2 separate regions of the Columba livia genome follow, and region 1 is linked to region 2. A link is a contact called in public Hi-C data. All regions are on one chromosome and are shown on one strand. Each heading gives the region's core, a stretch centred on a gene start, on an enhancer-like site or on the middle of the called end of the contact. The rest is flanking DNA. Distances are from core to core; before and after follow the strand shown. Region 1 holds the start of PEX6 (peroxisomal biogenesis factor 6). Region 2 holds the start of PPP2R5D (protein phosphatase 2 regulatory subunit B'delta).

Region 1 (3,162 bases), core at 640-3,139, 150 kb after region 2:
GGTTTGCTCAGGCAGAAGGTCCCTTTGATGAGGCTTGGCCAAGAGCAGTTGGTACCATCAAAGCCACTCTTCAGCAGCCAGAGCTGCCACAGGCTCACTTCAGTTCATCTGGGCTGCCAGTTGCTCTGGCACACCAGATGTTTACATAGTGCCATATAAAAAGCGCTAGCCAGGGACTTAAGCAATCTGCTAAACCAATCATAGAAGAGAAAAGGAAAGAGAATAAAATTAGATTATTTTGGCATGTCTCTCAACTTTTACGGGATTCAAAGGTGACTGTCAGGCATGCCTGTCTGAGGGTTGCAAGGAGGTGGTGGTGCTGTCTCAGTGATGGGTCCAAAGCAGGCCAGAATGGAGAAGGCCGCAAAGCTGCATTTGCAGAAGCAACTTCACGGTGCCATTTCTGTACAGCTTAGTAATACTCATTTCTAATGGGCATTTTGTCTCAGCTGCTCCTCCCAAGCCACTGGTTTGATTTTCAGACTGGGAGGTTAGGAAGGGACACAAACGTTTTCTAAGTGCTCCCTCGTGTGGAGCCAGCTGATGAGACACAGAGTGCAGCCCAGGAACAGAAAAAGCTGGCTGGAGTGCTAGAGGCAACCATAGAATCATTTTGGTTGGAAGACATCCTCAGGATCATTGAGTCCAACCATAACATAATCTAACTCTAGCATTAAACCACATCCCTAAGAACCTAATCTAAATGCCTTTTAAACACCTCCAGGGATGGTGACTCCACCACTTCCCTGGGCAGCCTGCTCCAATGCCTGACAATCCTTTCCAGGAAGAAATTTTTCTTAATATCCAATCTAAACCTCTCCTGGTGCAACTTGAGGCCATTTCCTCTCGTCCTATCACTTGCTACTTGGGAGAAGAGACCAATTCCCTCCATGCTACAGCCTCCTTTCAGGTAGTTGCAGACAGCAATAAGGTCTCCCCTCAGCCTCCTTTTCTCCAGACTAAATTCCTTCCCCTCAGGCCAACACACCCCAGTCCACCTGTGGGGCAACAGGCAGGGGTGTTTGGATGCAGAATTAAAGAATCCTTTGGGAGTCTGTTTTTCATTACTCACTTCCTGGAGCATGAACAGGCACTTGGTACAACAAGCAGTCCCTTCCCCAGAGCAAGACAGGTTCTGGCAGTGGGCACAGGTGCTGATCAGAGACTTCCCCTAGACTGCTCCTCTCCAAGGTTAGGTCAGCACTAACACCAATACAAGCACATCCTTATGAACCAAGTGCACATATTCAGCCCCCAAAATCTCAGCAGGCTGGCACTGCTGCTGGCAACCTGTTCTGCTCTGCGTGCATGCCCTTTCCCTCTTGTTTTCCACTCTGCTGGTGTGAGGCTCCAGAAGGGCAGGGCAGCAAAGATCTCAGAAGAGAAGCTGCTAAATTAATGTATACTGTGACTAAGTGATAAAAGACGTAGCCATCATTAGCCAATTGACATGATATAAATGCTTTCTGACCACCTGCAAAACGAGGGGATATTTTTTAAATTTTAGATCCTTCTGCATGACAAGAGGGAGACAGAAGATTAAGTGATATATTGTTTAGAAACAGAGTGCTTAGTTTATATTTAACGAATAATTAATAGATGTATTGTAAGTAAGAAACAATTATAACTAACATGATCAATTATGTATTAGTATAGATATATGTCAAAATTTTCAAAAATTGTAATGCATATTTAATAATTATGTGAATATAAGCAACGCAAGAGCATCCAGTCGCTGGAACACTTATGTAGGATGATCCCCCAAGCTCCCCAGTACTGATAAAATAAAGAATGCTGCTTAACAGTATAATTGACTCTGCTGTTAAGTTTATTTCTCTGTTTCATCTCACCCACCATTTTGGCCCCAATCACACTCTTTCCCGCCTTCCGCGGTCTCTGGTTGCGGTCCCGCTGAAGCCCGGGGAGGACGGGGCCGATGCCACCGCTCTGCTCTGCGCTCAGGTCGCGGCAGCTGGGCCAGGGAGCGAGGCCTGACGGAGGCCCGGCCCTGAGGCTAAGTGCCACTGAAGCGGGGACCGGGTCTGCTCGGGATGAGGCCACCGCCAGCGCCGCCCGCGCCGCCCGCAGCGAGATCGAGCCGGGGCGCTGCTGAAGGAAAGCAGCCGCTCGGCGCCCGCTCTATGGTCCCTGGCCCCACGGGACCGCTCTGTACTGCCACTCAATGGCCTTGGCTGAGCGTGAGGAGGCACGGCGGGCTGCCCCGCGCCTGCGCACCGCGTCCTCTAGAGCCGCTCGACTGCGGTAGCCGGGAGGCCGTATGGCGGTGGCCGTACTACGGCCGCTTGATGCCCTGCCGGCGGAGCTGGCGCCGGGCACCGCGCTGCTGCTGGCGCCGCCACCGCTATGTGTGGCGCTGCGCGGGCGGGGCGGCGGGCTGGTGCTAGCGGTGCGGCCGGCGGGGCGCGGCGGGGCGCAGGCCGTGCTGCTGAGCGCCGTGGCACTGGAGGGCGGCCGGCGGGGCGCGGAGCTGTGGCTGCGCGGGCCTTTGCTGCGGCGGCTGGGGCTGGCGGCCGGTCGGCGGGTGGCTGTGTGGCCGGTGCGCCGCCCGCCGGCGCTGGCCTGGGTGCTGCTGGGGGCGGCGGGGCGGCCGGGGCAGCTGGCGGCCGGTGCGGTGCTGGTACGGCGCGGGGAGGCGCTGCCGGGGCCGAGCCCGCGGCCGGTGGTGCTGGAAGCGCGGCCGGCGCTCCAAGGGCTGCTGGGCAATGGCACGCACACCGCTCTCGCTCCCCCCCCGCCGCCGCGCGAGCCCGCGGCCGGCGGCGCCCCCTGCCGGCGCCCCTCCGCGCCGCCCGTCGTTTCTCGCTTTGCCGTGGACAGGCCCGGCGGGGAGGTCGCGGCGGTGCCGCTGCTGCGGGTGGCCCTCGCCGGCGGGGCGGGCGGCGGCGGGGCGGAGGTGTGGGTGAGCCGACGCGGGCTACTGGCGCTGGGGCTCTTCCAGGGGGAGTGGGTGAGGGTGGGCGCCGAGGGGGCGGCTCGCGAGCACCTGGCGGCGCTGTTGGCACGGCCGCCGCCTTGGGAGTACCCGCGGGCCGCTCGCCACGGCGCGGGAGACGGCGCCGTTCTGCTGGCCCCCGCCCTGGCCTTCAACCTGGGCTGCGACCCCGCCGCCGCCGCACACCTGCGCCTGCGGGTGAGCCGGGG
Region 2 (3,121 bases), core at 449-2,948:
AAACTGTTTGATATCAAAGGAGAACCATTTAATCTTTAGCAGTTTATTCTTGTAGGTGTCCTATCCATTGCTTCCTCATCTCACTCCCCTAGAAAAAGCCTCAGAAGAGGCATTTCGTTCCTTTTTTATTGCTTCTCACTATTCTCTCACTCTGACACAAGGTGACAACGGAGTTTATTGCACTTTGCTCTGATAGGAGCAAGGAAGCTGCTCCCATCTGTCAGGCTTCCTCCTTCTTGATAACCATGGCTCTTCTCTCTCTGCAGCCAAATTCACCATGCTCTGCAAGAAGTGCTTGCCATCAGCTTCTTGCCAAGTCTCTTTTTGCAGGGCTGTAGTGTACGAGACTCATCCTGGCCTCTTCCATAGTCATCGCTCCCTTCGAACCAACTTTTAAGACGAACTAACTTAATCTTAACTTTACTCTTTGCTGCTGTCTTCTCTGATTCCTTAAGATCTTGAAGACCTAAGTTATCTGGCAGAGCAGCCTGAAGCAGCTAGAATGAAAGATGTCATTCTTCCTCAAAGATGAGTTGCACACACGCTCTGCTGCATCCAAGGTGAAAGCCTTACCTCTTCCGAATTCTCTGTCCCACCATCCTTCCCGCTACTGCCACTGCCAGGCTTTGTGGTGCTTTTAGTAGACTTCGGAGACTCCTGAAAAGACGAAAATATATTCAGAGAAAATTTCACCTCGTCCAGAATTCTGGCATCTCTGCAGAGTCCAGCTGTGCATGAACACTGACCCACCGCACCTCCACCCTTGTAGCACTCTAAGCCCTCTTCCCTGAGTAAGGCACCCAGAACGACGCCCACGACATGGGACACCCACGGTGGGGGCTCAGGCCCAAGCAGGTGCGGTGCTGGCACATCCCGCCCTGGTCACCGCGGGCAGACCCCAGCCGGACACCTTCGGGTGACGGGGTCCCACGCCGACCCAGCCTGGCCCAGCCCTTCCCCCGGGCACGGCCCCGCCGCTGCCCACGGGTGCTCCAAGGCGCAGGGCACCCACAGCCCCGACAGCCACGGCCCCGCCCGCCCGCCCCGGGCGGCGGCAGAGGCGGATCCGGGCCCCGACCCCGCCCGTGGGCAGCGCCGCAGACAGAACGGGCAGCGGGGTATCGGCAGCCGCCGCCGCCGACCGCCCCGCAACGGGGCCGAGACATGGGTGGGCTCGTACCTCCCCCACCGGGGACATGGCGGGGGAGGGGCAGCCGTGCCTCGCAGCCCCCGCGACTTCCCGCCGTCTCCCGAGCGCGCGGGGCGGGCCGCCGCCCCCCCACCGGGCTCACGCGGGGTAACCGGCACAGACGGCCGCCCCCCGCCCGGCGCGCGCCCCCGCCGCCCTCCTGCACCACCCGCCCCGCCCGCCCCGGGCGCGCGCCCCCGCCCCCTGCCGGCCGCAGCCCCGCGCGCGCCCCCACCCAAGGGCCGCGCCGAGTGAAGGCCGCGGCGGGGAGGGCGGCGGGAGCGAGGCGGCCGGTGCCCGGAGAGCGCCAGGCCACCCCCACACCGCCGCCGCACCTTCTCCTTCTTCAGCTTGTAGGGCATGGTGAGCGCCAGGCCCCAGCTGCTCCGCGCCCGCCACCGCCTGCGCCCGGGCCCAGCCGCAGCGCCCTGCTCCCATTGGGCCAGCCGCGCCGGCCGGCCTAGCAACAGTCTCCGCCACCGCCGCGCGACGCTGACGTAGGGCAGGAGATTTTTCTCATTGGCGAAACTGTGCAGCGGCACGCCCCCTGGGGCGGGGCGGCGCGCGACCGACTCTTCCGGGGGAGCATCGCCGCTTGCGCCGGTTCGTGGCGGGCCTCGGCTTGGTGCGGGCGGGTTAGAGGCGGCGGTGCCTGAGCGACCTCCACGGGGAAGCAGCTCTAGGGGTGTGGGACCAGGGGACGGTCTCCACGGGAGCCCCGGCGCAGGCAGGCGACCGGCTACGGTGGCGAGGTGCGGAGCTGCTGCTTGGGCCCCCTGGTTCTCTACCGCTGCAAATGCCTCCCGGACGGCGGGAGTAAAAGAAGCGGGAATGCTTCTCCTTCTGCCGCGTACTACGCAGCTCTCCCTTGCTTTGCTTGGGGAAGAAGAGCCCCAAGAGCCTGAGAGGGCCCCAGGGGCTGCACCTCAGCGCTGTGGGACAGGTGCTTGTTGGTGCTGTGAGGCACGGCTGGGGAAAGGCTGTTGATGGAAATGATGGGATCAGGGCAAGGTGGTGACAGATGGACCCAAGGGTGGATGGAAATGTGTATAAGCACTGCAAGGCCCAGTACAGCCAGAGCAGTGTCCCTGCTAATAACAGAGAAGGTTGTTCCTGGGTCATGTGTCCCTGGACGCTTCCTTGCTTATGTGTGGTAACTGACAAGTCATCGGCAGATGGCTCTGCATCCTTGCAGTAGAAAGACAGCCTCAAACGGCCTGCAGATGTTCCCTTCAAGCTGATGGGAAAAGCAACCGGTGGACAGCCAGCTGTCCTCAAGTTCACAGACTTGAACTGAGCAGAACCTGCTGGGAAGGTCATTAGGGCTCGTTATGCCTCGAGGGTCTAAGGCCAGTCCAGAAGCTTAAGTTGGTCCAGCATGCTTAAAATGATGGCTGCTGGCCTGTTGCAAGAGGTGCAAGAGCTTCTATTCACTGCAGCCAAGTCAGCAGCAAGGATCACTCTGACTTGAAGCATGTGAAGCTTTTGCCTACAGCCTGTGTTGTGCTGTGGGCTTGTTACTGGAAAACCTGTACTGGGTCCTCAGCCGTACACAGCCACTCTGCAAAGGGCGCGCTCTCAGATGGGATGTGGTGCATCAGTGGGGAGAAAAGAGGGTCACTGGGCTGTGTCAGAGGTGCTTCAGCAGGAGCACAATCTTTTATAAAGTCATCAGGTGAACAAACCTGGCATGGCAGAAGGGGAAAAATTTTCCTTGAGACTATTAGAAAACATCAGGCCAACAGCTTATTGTCATTGTGCTTATCATCACTGGCTTGAAAGCCGTTGGCACTCAGGAGGTGCCCCAGAAGCAGAGCAAGGCCCTGGTTACACTTGTCCCTTTCCCATGTTGTGCACAAGTGACCCTGACCAGAGGATTGGCATAACCATCTGGGTGCTTGTGAGCAGGGCAGTACACTGCTGTGAGCAGGT

Evidence for each region. A called contact is a pair of places that touch in the nucleus more often than the background predicts.
Region 1: a contact with region 2 is called in a Hi-C map of crop, with 2.7 times the contacts expected there. The contact joins the promoter of PEX6 here to the promoter of PPP2R5D in region 2. A contact is called at or near these places in 2 of 2 Hi-C or Micro-C datasets (crop and liver).

Annotation. Positions count from the first base shown.
Region 1 is chr3:109,534,043-109,537,204 of bColLiv1.pat.W.v2, forward strand. PEX6 (peroxisomal biogenesis factor 6) reads left to right here and starts at 1,890. Exons shown (of 17, transcript XR_010471713.1): 1 at 1,890-3,151.
Region 2 is chr3:109,387,775-109,390,895 of bColLiv1.pat.W.v2, forward strand. PPP2R5D (protein phosphatase 2 regulatory subunit B'delta) reads right to left here and starts at 1,699. Exons shown (of 15, transcript XM_065058992.1): 1 at 1,525-1,699; 2 at 574-657. The coding sequence starts at 1,551.